Linked DNA regions of Mus musculus: regions 2, 3, 4 and 5 are each linked to region 1. A link is a contact called in public ChIA-PET, HiCAR-type and promoter capture Hi-C data. All regions are on one chromosome and are shown on one strand. Each heading gives the region's core, a stretch centred on a gene start, on an enhancer-like site or on the middle of the called end of the contact. The rest is flanking DNA. Distances are from core to core; before and after follow the strand shown. Region 1 holds the start of Usp3 (ubiquitin specific peptidase 3). Region 2 holds the start of Csnk1g1 (casein kinase 1, gamma 1). Region 3 holds the start of Pclaf (PCNA clamp associated factor). Region 4 holds the start of Snx22 (sorting nexin 22). Region 5 holds the start of Rbpms2 (RNA binding protein with multiple splicing 2).

Region 1 (2,700 bases), core at 140-2,639:
AACTACCTTCCTAGCTCCAATCCAACCCAGGCTGAAAGACCACTCTGCTGAATCGTCCCACCGTCTTTTCAGCCTTGCAGATGAACTTGATTTCTGATGCACACGATTCACATTTTACACTACAGCCCAAGCTGCCAGTGATAATCTTAAAGCTCATAAACAAAGACCAGCGTCGGCACCAGGGCCCTACCAGGAAGTAATCAAAGCCGGGTGGCCCGTCCGACCTTAAGTCCCGGCAGACAATGAGAGGGCACCGGGGCTTCCAAGGAAGCAGAAGGAGTTAACGCTTAAGCAACTCGAAGGCATAACATAAACCTACGAAGTGTCTTACACGCACTCGGGAATTCCCAACGAAATCCCTGCCAACCCGAAAAACTGCCTCGGAACAATCTTCGAAAGGCAAAACAAAAAAAAACAAAAAAACCCAAAACACCCAACCTCGAGCCGCCCCTCCAAAGCAGCTGTTGGCTGCCTTCTCCGGAGCTTTCGGAGCCCGCAGCCTGTTTTCAAACTTCACCCTCACAGGCTGAAGAGAGACTCCGAGGTGAGCAGCCCCCAGCGCAGTCCGCTCAGGGGCTGCGGGGGAGGCAGGAGCCTGTGGGAACCCGAGGAAACGCAACCCAAAGGGGCTCGCGCGCCGGCAGTCCAGACAAAGCTGCGCCCGCAGAGCGGCGCTTTGCCTGTCCGGCCCACGGGGGACCGCGAGCCCGACCCCGCCACACGTGCGGCCGCGCGCGGAGCCGGCCCTTAGGTTCGCGGAGCCTTGGGGTGCGAGCCGCCGCGTCATCCCGCCGCTGCGCGCTCGCCTCAGGCCCCCGCGGGCCTCTCCTCAGCCGGCCCGGCCGTCGGGCCGCGCGAAACAAAGGAGCCGCCACCGCGCCCGCCGCGCCGCGCCGCGTCCCCTCGCCCCGCGCGCCGGGCCCGCTTGCTCCCCTCAGCCTCCCCCCCCCCCCAACGAGGCCGCGCGCTGCCCCGCACCCGCGGCCCTTCGACGGCAAGGCCCGGGCCAGAGCCGGGACCTCGGGTGCGCGGCCGGCCAGCCCCAGAGCCGCACTCACCGCTGCAGCACCAGGACGACGGGGAGCCGTTGGGGAACTTGGCTGAGTCCGGGGCGATGCAGACGCTGGAGCTGAGGTGCGGACACTCCATGGCCACGAGGACGGCGGCGGGGACAGCCGAGGCTCTGGGGCGGAGGGACTTCAGAGGCTCCGTCTGGGGTCGCTTCTGACCCGGCACTGGGCAGACGGCGGCTTCTGGGTCCCGAGCCTTTGCGTCAAAGAAAGCAAGGGCTTCCGGGCGCCGGGTTTTGCCATCCGCCGTCTCCCGGCGCCCCGCTCCGGAGAACGTGAAAATCCGGACTCCTGGTTCTGCCGCCGCCCAGGGACAGTAGGCTTCCGCCTTCTCCGGCGGCCCCGCCCACCCTGCTGGTTACGCCCCCAGGCCAGCCCGGGCCCCGCCCCCACACTAGTCAGTGGGCGGGGCATTGGTGCTCACCCAGTGCTAGCAGCTAGTGTAAAGTCCTACGGGGATGTGAAGTGACTTTCCGAAATCTGCCCCCGGCCGCTGCAGCCGATTCTTGGGAACCCGACAAGTGTGGGTACTCATCCGGGGCAGAGCGGTCGGGACCGCTGCTTCTACTGCAGTGAGTTGGCTACAACAGCGAGGTAGAATATGTGACCACACCGCAAAGAGTACGGAAAATGAAAACCACTCACACCGACGTGCATTGAAGCCCCATTTTACACAGGAAGAAACAGACTTTTGGGGCGTGGCCCTCGATGGCCCAGCCGGCTGCAAAGAGCCCAGAACAGTCCTGACTTTCGTGTTCTCCCGGTAGCAGGCGGGGTCCGGAACTGTTCTGAGTTCTGAACTCTGGCCTGAGTGTGTCACCGGGATACTGCACGGCTGGGCCCACCGGAACGCCTGTGTTCGGGGTCCACGCCATGCCGTTATGACTCACTGATATCTCCTGCCCATTGTGGGTATTTTCATACCTATACCTCTTGAAGTTGAACGAAATAATCCAGTTTGCTGTACAAGGTCGCGGGTGCTAGGTAATAAAAAGAGGCAGTGTAACATTTGTTAGAAGCCCACCTGGCTCCCAGCCAGGCACTTTGCATACCACACCTCATTTAATCCTCAAAACACCCTCTCAAGCTGCTGCTACGGTCCCCTTTTTAACAAAAAGTGAAACCAAGAGTATAATTTGCTTTAGGAAGATTGGACCCCCGCACCCCCCCCCCCCCCGCTTCAAATCTCTCTCTAGAAAGAAGTGAAGAAGACAGGAGGAGCGTCTAGAGGTAGAGAGCCTGCCACCTCACATTCTCTGCCTTGAGGATATCTGGGGCTCCCACAAATCTAGCCTCCAAAGTTGGGCTTTCTTTCTTTGTTTGGTTGGTGGTGTTTAACCTGGTAAAGGGGCTTCTTTCCTTCATCCCCTGACAAGCAAGTGGAGAGGGAAGAACAATGTGCCAATCCATGGGGCAGGAAAGGAAAGGTCAGGAAATGATTAACTGGCTGGGCCGGATAGTGGTTAGTTAGCACTGGGCACCTCCCTGAAGTGCACGCCTCTAGCACCCCTTAAGCCACTTCCGTACACCCCACTACTGCACCCTGTAGCCTTCTGCCTGATAGTGTCCACCCACCTAGGACATCTCTGCCCAGGGTGGTATTTCAGATTCCTCAGTCCAAGCAACTCTA
Region 2 (2,700 bases), core at 38-2,537, 680 kb before region 1:
ATAGACATTACCTGATCAGTCATCCAGGGCTTCAAAGTGAGATTCAGACTCAAAAAATAATACAGTCAAGTGATGGTTTTATCCCCCACCCCAGGTTTCTCTAAAAATATAATTACTATAATTATAGGGGTCGTTACAGGGGGTTATTTTGTTGGCTTTGGTCTCCACCATAGTTTTCCAGTTTTTTCAAAGAGTGAACTTATGCCTCGGGTATGTTAGGTAAAATGTTTTAAAACTGGGACTGACCATGTAGTCTAGGCCTTGGAGTTACTATCCTCGCTTTTCCTCTGGAGTCTAAGCATTACAGGTCTGCTTGTCATGTCCAGTAAATGAGTCTCCTTGCCTCCCTTCCTTTCTTCGATGCCTGGGAATCGAACTAAAGACCTTGGGCATGCCAGGCAAGTTTTGTATCACAGACCTAAATCCCCAGCCTAAATGAGGGTTTTTATGGACACCTTTCTTAGTCACCGTATAGGTATGTTGGTTTATTCTGATGGGAGGCTTAGTTGTCTTCCTACTCAAGCGAGATTACCGGCATTCTTTGTCTCCCCCAACTCCCCCGTTTTATGGAATAACAATAATAATATTACTCTGGTCAATTTTCATAGACTCAAATATAGCTAGGTTATTTCCAGGTCACACATAAAAACGTTAAATCCTTAAAAAAAAAAAAAAAAAGAAAAAAGAAAAGACAAGGTAAGACAAAACTTTCTTACCCACTTCACTGTTCGACTTCTGGAGCCGGTTCAGAACGAAATGCATGCAAAAGTCTGGTTGAAACGACAGGAAATCCACCAGAGGGAGATGCTTGCTAGACAGTGAGAAAGAAGCTCCCGCAAGGGGCCTGGAGAGGAGCTTTGGGAGGAGCTGCCGAGATGGCCCAGGATTCCAGGAGGTGTGTGTAGTTTGGAGCTGGTGTCAGAGACCAACTGATGGAAGCAGCTACGTTGGGCCTACTACCTGCTGCAGCGAAGGGTTTACCTGGCCTAACATTGTAAACTAAAGGCCTAAAAACATTTCCAAATGAGAAAACGAAGCTCCCAACCCACTTACCAACAGTCCCCGAAGAAATGGGGGGGGAAGGGGGGTATTTAAAGGCACTTCCGCTTAGCAACCCCACGCTGTTGCTAAGGAGGGGCCGCAGCATTAACGACCCGGAAGTGGTGGTCTGAATTTCACAGCGACGACAGGGGTTTGTCCTATCAGAAGAACGAGGATGCTCTGCGGCTCCAGGAGGTGGGTGGGACCTGCATTAGTACTTCCGGCTTGGCTCGGCCGCCCCTCAACTGGTCTTCCCCCTCCCCTCCGCCTCCTCCGCTCCCTCCGCTCCCTCCCGCTCCTGGGAAAGCAAAGCTGCGGCTTAAGGGGTGGTTGAGAGAAGCAGTAGGCGCCTCGGGGAGGGGACCGCGCCCGCCCCCTTGGAACACTGGAGCACCGCTGATTTAGGTAGGTACTCTGGCTTCGACTGGGTCTGGGAGACTGGAGTCTGAGATGTGTGTGTGTGTGTACGTGTGTGTGTGGGGGGGGTGGGGTGGGGGCTTTAGGAGCCCTTCGCTGGGGCGGGGCAGTGGACTCGGGAATCCCGGGTGGGGCGCGGGCCTGTCCGTGGAGGGTTGCGGGGGCGGGACAGAGGGACCAGGGTCCCTGCGTGCAAAGAGTTGCGGGTTGCGGGTTAGACCCGGTCGCAGGAGGCGCCCTTTCTGAAGCAGGGACTTCGGCCAATGCAGACCGGGAGTTTCCCACCTGGAGTGCCAGCTCCGAAAAGAAGGGGGAGCATCATCCAGGGCCGAAATCAAGGGTATAGACTTGGAGAGGTGACTGTGGTCATCCTGTGCTTCACATTGTCCGCGTCCCGGACTCTCTGTTGGGACAGAGCCGGGCTTCGAGGGCTTGTAAGGGTTTCGTGTCGGCTGGGCACCGTGGAGCCGCCCTTGGCAGAGGTAGGGCAGAAGAGTGGGTAATGAGACCTCCCTCCACCCAACTTCCGTGCGCTTCCCCCGCTTCTTCCTTTATTGCTCTCTCGGCAGGGCGCCCTATAGGAGCGTTGTCCCCTAAGTGGGTACGCATCACGTCGTAAAACAAGAGTGTGAAACTGGGTTTGTTGCCCCCGGATGATTTTTCGGATATTTGCAAAGTGCCAGAATGGCATATTCTAGCAGTCTCCCAGACCGATATGAGTCTGGTATGAATTTTCTTAGAAAATGCAATACTGGAAGGCATCTGACTATATTCAAACGTAGCCTTGTAAATGAGCATGCTTTAAAAAAACCACTAGGAAATCCATATTTAGAGGTCTAGATGAGACATGTTTAGGCAAGCCTTTTTCAACCTCTTTCTCACCTGCCAGTAATCCTTTTGTGGTTTAAACGAATTAGAAATGCTATCTTCATTTTGTTTAAGTGACTGAATTGTAGGAAGTATAGTATATGTCTTAGAAGAACTAGTGAACATTTAGAGAGACAAGGGACAAGAGTCCCTTTCCAATGATTGAACTCTCTCTTAATCTTTTAAGGAGATAATTATGTTCAAGTGGAAGTATTGGCTTTGAGAAAGATAATTCTGGGAATGAACCCGCCTTTGCCTCTTAACTAGTTGTTGACTTTGGTCAAGTCACAGACTAACAGTTTCAGCCTCTTCACAAGGAGGAATTAAATTCTAGTCAGTGTCAAAAGAGAGGTGATTACTTATATAACTCCATTT
Region 3 (2,700 bases), core at 201-2,700, 700 kb before region 1:
GCCTGGCTCCTTTTTTCTTGATGATTTATTTTATGTGCATTGATTCCCATCTTGCCTGAGTGTGTCTGTGTCAATGTGTCAGATCCCCTGGAGCTGGAGTTACAAACAGTTGTGAGCTGATATGGAGGTGCTAGGAATTGAACCTGTGTACTCCAGGGTCCCTGGAAGAGTAGCCAGTTCTCTTAACTGCTGAGTTACCTCTCCAGCTCCTGTTTTTTCGGTCTAGCTCTTTCCTTTCCTTCCTTCCTTTCTTTTTTTAAATAAACGATTTATTTTAATTTTATGTGTATTGGCATTTTGCCTGCCTGCATGTCTGTGTGAGGGTGCCAAGTCACTTGGAGCTTGGTTACTGCCATGAATGAACTGCCATGCTAGTGCTAGGAATTGAACTGGGTTCCTCTGAAAAAGCAGCAATACTCTCAACTACTGTGCCCCTTTTCTTTTCTTCCTTTCTATATTTTTTTCTTTTTTCTAAAATATTGTGATCTAGCCCAGACTGGCAAGGAACTCACAATTTCCCAGTCTCTCTGCCTCCTCAGGGCTGAGATTACAAGGTGCAGTAGGCCTGGCTTTAAAATCTTTAAATTGAATATACTATTAATTGTTGATTTGGTTAAGGCCCTGAATAGATTTCATTGCTGTTCAAGCATAATTCACTGCAGAAAAGTAGTTCTGTAACATGCTGAAGGGTCATCTTTTAAACAAGCATTAACAGACAGCATTCTGCAGCAAGCACATACGGTTTTGTTTCGTGCATGGCATTCAGAACAAACACAAATTCTTAGGAATATTGTAATTTGAAATATGGGTCAGACAATATGATCTCTTTTTTGCAGGGTTATCCTCACGTGGGTTGGTGCTGTGACCCTTTTACATTTGGCATTTAAAAAATTCTTTGGCCATGTTTTTTAAATTTTATTTACTTATTTTTATATGTGTATGGACAATTTGTCCTAATTTTTTGTCTCATGCGATCTGAAAACGGTTTTTAAAACACTGTAAACTAAATAAACTAAATTGAGTTTTCCTTTCTCCCGCCTCAGAAAGTTGTTTTAGAACACAGTAGGGTTCATCCTTAGGATACTAAACTTTAGTTATGATTTACATAGAAAAGTCCACTTAATTTTCACTTTCAGTGTTTAATTATCATGGATTTAACTCTGGTAACTTTTGAAGAAATTTTACAATCCCTATCTCTACTTGGTTTTATTTTGGCTAGTTCACAACCTATCTACCTCACCTCCATACTTCGTGCCCCCCTCTTCCCCCACCCAGAGTCCTAGCACCGCCTACCAGGGAGGTACAAATCACGACCACTGGGGCTGATGGACTGACTGGCCAGCAAAACCTTAAGTCTCGAGGCTGTCACTGCTGGACGCTGTCAATTGGTCCAGAGTGAAGGCGCGGAACCAATAAGAATCGAGGTTCTCAAGCGCTTGGAGCGCGCGGGAAAGAGACCCATTTAAACGGTGGCGGGAACATCATTTTCGGGTTCTTCTCTAATTGAGACATCTGCAGTTGGGGTGACGGTGAAAGTTGTCTCTTCTTGTGTGAACATGGTGCGGACCAAAGCAAACTACGTTCCAGGAGCCTACAGAAAAGGTAAATGATGCAGCGAGGTGGCAGGGGGTTCCCTAGGCAGCCTGTCCAGGGGTGGAGACGCCCATGGCTGCCTCCCATTGAGCAGCTAGAAGGCAGGCTCCCGGCCCTCACTGCTAATAAGCTGCAGAGAACAGGCAAGGTCGTTTGCTGCTGTTCATCTCCCTCCTCTTTACTGGCCTGGGACTGTTGTAGAACAAAGCTCGGGGATCCGAACCCTCCTGCCTTTTCTGAACGCCCCTATTTATCTCTCTCTGCAGCGGTGGCTTCTCAAGCCCCTAGGAAGGTGCTTGGCTCCTCCACCTTTGTCACCAATTCTTCAAGTTCGTCGAGAAAAGGTAGGAAGGGTCGTGGAAGCTTCTGAAGTAACACCCCGAGAGCATCAGGCCGGGCAAGGCAGTACTAACCTGTGTGGTCCTGACCCGCGGTGGATTTATTTTTACTTAGTTTCCTTCCTCTGGAATTTGTTTCCGTTGACATTCTCACACCTAAATTTCTTTCTCGCCCTCTAAGGGAGCCTTAGTCTTTCAGCAGGCTTGGATGGGGGTGAGGGTCCAATGGAAAATTCATGTCTTGGTGGTGAGGGGCAGTATATTTTTAAACTTTTTTTTTTCTTTTCTGAATGGTGTTTTAAAAATTGTTAACAGTTACTATTTTCTTGGAGGCTACTTAAGTGTCTCCTCATTAGATTTATGGTGATGATTGACTGTACTACCGCGTTTCCGGTTGGGGGATGTATGTGAGTGTCTGTTTGACCATGCATGCAATCTTTGGGAACTGAACCCTGGGCCTTCCTTGCCCATGTTGAACAAGTACCCTACCGCTGAGCTAACCACACTGCCCCAGATTGGTTTGCTTTTGTCTCTGCTTTTCCCTCCTCCTCTACTCCCCAGTTCTTCCCCTATCCGACCTTCCTTTTTAACTCTCTCCTCCCTTTTGTTCTCCCTCCTTCCCTCCCTTTTCCTTCTTCCAAGGTCTCATGTAGCCCAGGCTGGCCTCAACATTTTTATGTACAAAGAACACCTTTGAACTCCAGATCCTTCTGCCCTCCATCTCCCCACTGCTGGAATAACACACACACACACACACACACACGTTCTC
Region 4 (2,700 bases), core at 75-2,574, 520 kb before region 1:
GTTAGAGGAAGGAGTCCACACACACCTCATGAAGAAAATACAGGAAAACACCCTAAGGGTGAAGAATCTACTCATTGGATTATTCAAAACTTTCAATAACCCAGATAGAAAAGTTCGTACTCATTTGGATAAAGAGCCTGAGATACTGAATAACAACCCCAAGTTGTGGGACCCAACACACTCCCACATCTCTAACTGGGTCTCCCCTGGTCCCTCAGACTTAGGGGCAACCAAGTGTACCCCGTGCACACCTGGATGTAGGTCTCTAATCCCTGCCGGCGCTGTTCCAGTCCTCTGGTCCTCCAGTTGGGCAGGCGTTTTGAGGGAAAGTCAGGCACTTTGTACCGTTTCTTGATCTGTACATCAGTTACAGAGGTGAGTTCCCAGCAAAGCACTCAAGCCCACTGCATCTAGCTGAGGACTTTCTCCAGTCCTCTCTATATGTCTGTCTTTAAGCTTCAACCTGGGACAGCTGGCAAGAGGTGGTTGGGACAGAAGTGACAAGCCAGAGAGTGGAAAGGACGCACACGGACAAGGTCAGTCTGAGCTGAGCTCTAGCCATTGCGTCCTCCCCGCGAGGGGCCCTGCAGCCCAGGGGGAGTCGCCTATGATCTGCACCCTCCTGGGGGCTGGGACAGTAATGGGGGTGACCAACCAGAAGCTGGGATCAGAGCTCTTTCTCATGCCACCGAGGGACCTGGCCTGGAGCCAAATCGGTGGGTAGTCCGCGACATCTCACCCGCTTGTGTAGAGCGTGGAACTCGCTGTAGCGCCGCGGCACGGTGTGTCTGCGTCCGCTGTACAGCACCTCCACTTGGAACACCTGGCGGGCGGAGGAGTGCAGACGGCGGGTCCAAAGGATGCAGTAGGACCCGCGCCGCGAGACGCGCCCAATTTCTGGTGTTAGAAAGGCACAAAGCCGACTTGGCGTGCCACCATCAGGGAAACCCCTTCCGAACCCCAGACACACCTGAAAGAAAAGGGTAACCGGCCCTCCCCTCTGCTCCAAGCGACCCCTCAAGAGCCCAAACCATTGTCCAAGGGGCTGGCAAAGCCAAGTAACCCCGAACCTTTGCGACGAATGTCCTAGCCCTGAATTCTGGGTCCCTTTTGCGCTGATCGCGAAGATAATCGGTAGATCCCCGCACACACTCTTCGTCCATTTGCTCACCATGTGGCCTTTCTCTGGACTCTGCCTGGGCCCTTCGGCCTCGGGCCCCACCGAGGGAATGTGAACTTCCAGCATCCGCGCCCCGACCCGGCTGCAGCCTCTCCCGGATCGAGCGCTTGGGCACCCGAACTCCCTGGAGCAGCCAAGCAGCCCTAAGAGGCTGACCCGCCCTCGGGCTCCAGGCCCTGCCCCCGGGCCGTAGGCTCCGCCCCACTCTCTGGATTTTTCAGCCCCAGGCTCCACCCTCTGATACGGGAGCCCGCCCTCGCCACGCCCAGGGTGTTCCCTGGCTCACTAAAGTCCTGAGGCCAGAAGATAACACCATGGGTCGCCATGCAAGGGAAGGAACCTTCAGCAGGGTCACCCATTTGTCAAACATTTCCCTAGTATCCCAGGTAGTCAGCCGAGGTACATTTTACCTGGTCTCTCTAAAATTTCACCTGGTCTTTGTTGAATGTCCTGGATGCTAAGGTGTCAGAGGAAGGCACAGTGGGTTTCAGGTCTGGGCTTCCGGTTAGGACCATCCTTGTTCTTAGAGAACCTAGCCACCACAACCTTCCCTCTTTCATGTGGTCCCTGGTAGCACCACCTGAAGACTCCAACTGAGGTAGTGCCGGGGTGAGGCTGGGATCCATTCTAGCTTTGATGAGCACCTACAAACCATTCATTTATTCCATCCACCCGTCCATCCATTCATCCTTCCTACCTTAGCATGCCTAGTTTGCTTCAAGCTAGTGTATGGGGAAGAGGCAGTTTAAAAACCCAGGCTTGGCACTGAAAGTCGAATGGCCTAGATATCAAGAACTGTGTGGAGTTTCTGCACAGCTGTAAAGCAGGTAACATAAGTATAAACACTGAGTGAAGCTGGGCGGCACGGGCCAGGGGTTCCACTTATCTATGAGGCTGAGGCAAGAGAATTGTTTGAAACCAGGAATTCAAAGTCAGCTTGAGCAACTCAGCCAGGACCCAATAGTGGCTTCCTTATGGGCTTGTTCAGCTGGGATGGATGGGTGATGATGGACAGATAATAAGAAGTAGGTACAGAAATGTGTGTAGAGAAGAGGAACAAAAATGAGTGTAGAGGCGGTGGCCCCAGCTGCTCTCATCCGCCCTGCTGGTCTTCTTCAGAATGTAGTAGGATTTTTGTTTGGCACATTGCTTAGTTTGGGTTTGGTTTTTCTAAATATGTAGATACGTTTTCTCTGTGTAGCCCTTGCTGTCCTGAAACTCCATCTTTAAACCAGGCTGGCCTCTAACTCAGAGATCTGCCTGCCTCTGCCTCCCAAGTACTGGGATTAAAGATGTGTGCCTGCCTGGCTATAGTAAGATTTCAAGACAGAATGATCACTTCATGTGTAAACACAGAAATGGCTTCCATTTCTACCTCAGCCCCACACTCCTTACTGGGCTCTAGGTAAAGTGCTCAATGGCCCAGTGTTCTGTTCTCAAACTGGGTCATGTGTGATGGTTATTCTGAATTGCCAACATGGCTACAGGTAGAGTTAACTAAAAAGACAAAACAAACAAAC
Region 5 (2,700 bases), core at 54-2,553, 960 kb before region 1:
GGGAGACACCTGAGCCGAGCCCAATCCGCTCTCCTCTCAGCTATGGCTGCTCAAGGATTATCGGGGACTGCGGCTGGGATGTCTCAGTGCACATAAAGGAACCCATGGGCAGGGGCGCACGAAAGAACCCCAGTGCTCTGGCGGCTCCGCAGGGCAGTCAGGGCCGCTACTCTTCCAGTGCGACTTCAGGTAGGTGCCGGTTTTTTACAGGCTGCTGGCAGGAGACGTCCTGGTCAGCATTTATTCGGCCTGGGGGAAAATCCGGCCCTGAGGCCGCCCCCCCCCCCCCCCCCCGCCACCACTGGGTGGGAGTCTAGGCGACCCCGCCCTAGGCGTCAGCCGGCTCTTCCCTCCCCCACCCTGGGGTTCGGAATTGGAGCGGAAAAAGAACGAGCCGTGAGAAGTCTTAAAAGCGGGGTGGAGGTAACGAACGGAACCTTCTAGGTTAGTCGAGGTACCCCCCCTTCCTGAAGTTAAAAAGGATTGGGCTTCCTTCACCTCCTCTTTTGAGGTGACGGAGGTTGTGAGAGTGAGGAAAGAATTTGTATTCTAATCCCCACCAACTGGGCTGGAATCCTCTGGCCAGATAGGGGAAGTGATTTCCTCAAGGTCACTCAGCCAAAAAAAAAAAAAAAAAAAAAACTCTCGGTGACTTGCTCAAGATCAGGTGTTTGCCGCCCTACCCCTTCCTCGCCTTCACCCCCAAAACCCGGTCCCCGGCTGCTTCGCGCGAAGAGAACCGCTGGCCCGGACCCGACAGGAATTCGGGGCGAACGATGTGCTCGCGACAGCCTACACCTCCACATCTGGGCATGAAACCGGGAGCCCCGCTGCCGCCGCCGCCGCCCTCGCCCTGGCTGGGGATGCAACGTGCGGGTCACCTCAAGCTCCACCCAAGCCCGCGCGGCTCCTTTAAGAAAAGTTCTCTGAGAGAGTTCATCAAAGTTTAAAAAACTTGTCTGGGAGAAGGGAACGGTGGGGTGCAAGGGAGCCGAGTCGGGGAGAGAAAGGGAGAAGGGGGTGGGGGTCGACCAAGGAAGCGGAGTCGGGAAAACGCCGGAGCCAAGGAAGGCAGAAAGGCCGGAGCGTCGCGGCCCGGGCCGGGGCTGGGGACCGGGCCGGGGCCGGGGCGAGCCCGCACTGGGCTGCGGGGATTGGCTGCGCGTTCCCCCGGAGACCGCGCGCGGGGCGGGGGCGGGGCGGGGGAGGGGCGGGCCGGGCCCCAGCTGAGGCCGGTTCCGGCGCCCGCCCCCTCCTCCGGCGCCCGCCCCCCGCCGCCGCGAGCGCACTCGCGGGCCGCCCTGAAAAGCCGGAGGCGGTGGCCGCACGGGCTCCGCTCCCTCGGGTTCCCGGTGCCTTGCCCCTCCGGCCGCCTCCCGCACCCGCCAAACTTAATGTGATCCCCCCCCCCTTTCCTTTCTCCGTAGCCTGACGCGGCAGCAGCCGCTTTCCTCACCAGCTCGCACTCTCCTCGGGGGCGCACGGCTCGCCGTGCCCCTGCCCACCACGGGACAGAGCGTCCCGCTTCCCTCTCCGCGTCCCCCCTCACCATGAGCAACCTGAAGCCGGACGTCGAGCACTGCACGGGCGCGGGCACCGGCAGCCCGCTGGAGGAGGAGGTGGGTGTGCGGCCGCGGGAGCCGGCGCGCGTGAGGTGCACGCGGGGCCGCGGGCGGCGCGAGGTCCTGCGGGCCACCGCTCCTGGCGCCTTCCCTCCGCTGCCCTTCGCCCTGGGGAGGAGCAGCCCATGTCCAGCGGGCGGAGGCGTGCGGCCTGAACTAGCCCGGCGGGGCCGGCATTGTCTCCCCGCCCTCCGGGGCTCGAGGAGGGCGCGCGTCCCCGTGGTGGGCTCGGGGCGCCGCGGAGGTCCTACTCCCGCTGCCCTCCTTCCCCAAGCCCGGTGGGGCTTACGCTTCGCCTGAGGCGCGCCTCCTGGGTGGCCTGGACCTCCGCCCCGACTGTAAGGAGCTGAGAGGGATTATCCCGGTGGGTGCGGGAAGCTGGCTCACCCTCCAGCCTTTCCACCTCGCCCCCTCCCCGTGACCTTGGAGGCCTGGCCGGCTGCCCTGCGCTTAGGTTAGAGCTGTGGTCTCAGTGGGCAGGCGGGCTTTTCGCCCTGTCTCAGAACTTGGGCTTCTTCAGAGAGTTGAGCCGGCAATTTAATTAAAGTCGGAAAAGAGAGAAGTTAGAAGCCTTGAGTATCCCCTGTTCTCGCCCTTTGACCTAGTAGCCAAGCCAGTACCCCACACTGGCCAGGGTGGGATCTTCCAAGGAGAGGTGACATAATCTTGTCCAGCTGCCCTATGCAGAAAAAGAGGTTATGAGACCGCGTCAAGGAATCATCACTGCTCGTGGTTTTATCGCCTGGTGAGGACGACGTACTTGTGGGGGATAAAAAACCTTTAAGGTAACTTCGAGTGGAAACTAGGCAGGCCGGCTCAACTACTATGGGTTCTAGGCTCCTAGGGAGCTCTTTAACGTATGCTGTGTCACTCCAGGGCTGAGAGACCCTTCCTGCCCCGCCCTGGCATACTTTTGCCCAGGAAACCAAGGGCCAGTTATCCAGCCCTAGGGCCCTTCCCCTTGGTCTGGGGTAGAAACCGCAGAGGCCCTGATGTTTCTTACTGGTTGTGCTAATGAGTTGGTGCAGAATGACCCACTGTTGGGCTGGGCCAGCAAGAGGCCTGCTACCAGCTTCAG

Evidence for each region. Promoter capture Hi-C pulls out the DNA fragments that hold promoters and counts their contacts. ChIA-PET counts read pairs in DNA pulled down with a chosen protein or histone mark. HiCAR-type assays count read pairs that join an accessible place to other places.
Region 2: a promoter capture Hi-C map of erythroid cells shows a contact between it and region 1, with 28 times the contacts expected there. The contact joins the promoter of Csnk1g1 here to the promoter of Usp3 in region 1. A contact is called at or near these places in 3 of 39 promoter capture datasets (erythroid cells, liver and pre-B cells) and 2 of 115 datasets of contacts at active chromatin or transcription factors (bone marrow-derived macrophages and memory CD8 T cells).
Region 3: a promoter capture Hi-C map of erythroid cells shows a contact between it and region 1, with 21 times the contacts expected there. The contact joins the promoter of Pclaf here to the promoter of Usp3 in region 1. A contact is called at or near these places in 4 of 39 promoter capture datasets (erythroid cells, liver and pre-B cells) and 1 of 115 datasets of contacts at active chromatin or transcription factors (memory CD8 T cells).
Region 4: a contact with region 1 is called in an RNA polymerase II ChIA-PET map of memory CD8 T cells, with 18 read pairs. The contact joins the promoter of Snx22 here to the promoter of Usp3 in region 1. A contact is called at or near these places in 7 of 39 promoter capture datasets (the SN4741 cell line, erythroid cells, hippocampal neurons and 3 more), 1 of 484 Hi-C or Micro-C datasets (embryonic stem cells) and 2 of 115 datasets of contacts at active chromatin or transcription factors (memory CD8 T cells and microglia).
Region 5: a HiCAR-type map of astrocytes shows a contact between it and region 1, with 2.6 times the contacts expected there. The contact joins the promoter of Rbpms2 here to the promoter of Usp3 in region 1. A contact is called at or near these places in 2 of 39 promoter capture datasets (liver and pre-B cells) and 1 of 115 datasets of contacts at active chromatin or transcription factors (astrocytes).

The regions. Positions count from the first base shown.
Region 1 is chr9:66,591,726-66,594,425 of GRCm38.p6, forward strand. It overlaps Usp3 (ubiquitin specific peptidase 3), which reads right to left and starts at 1,390. Exons shown (of 15, transcript NM_144937.4): 1 at 1,059-1,390. The coding sequence starts at 1,149.
Region 2 is chr9:65,907,723-65,910,422 of GRCm38.p6, forward strand. Csnk1g1 (casein kinase 1, gamma 1) reads left to right here and starts at 1,288. Exons shown (of 14, transcript NM_173185.2): 1 at 1,288-1,446. It overlaps Trip4 (thyroid hormone receptor interactor 4), which reads right to left and starts at 1,072. Exons shown (of 14, transcript NM_001357872.1): 1 at 717-1,072.
Region 3 is chr9:65,888,873-65,891,572 of GRCm38.p6, forward strand. Pclaf (PCNA clamp associated factor) reads left to right here and starts at 1,451. Exons shown (of 4, transcript NM_026515.2): 1 at 1,451-1,602; 2 at 1,860-1,937. The coding sequence starts at 1,557. All of the region lies in intron 1 of Trip4 (thyroid hormone receptor interactor 4), which reads right to left.
Region 4 is chr9:66,068,435-66,071,134 of GRCm38.p6, forward strand. Snx22 (sorting nexin 22) reads right to left here and starts at 1,325. Exons shown (of 6, transcript NM_001379335.1): 1 at 1,172-1,325; 2 at 740-823; 3 at 252-356. The coding sequence starts at 1,246.
Region 5 is chr9:65,629,279-65,631,978 of GRCm38.p6, forward strand. Rbpms2 (RNA binding protein with multiple splicing 2) reads left to right here and starts at 1,304. Exons shown (of 8, transcript NM_028030.3): 1 at 1,304-1,619. The coding sequence starts at 1,551.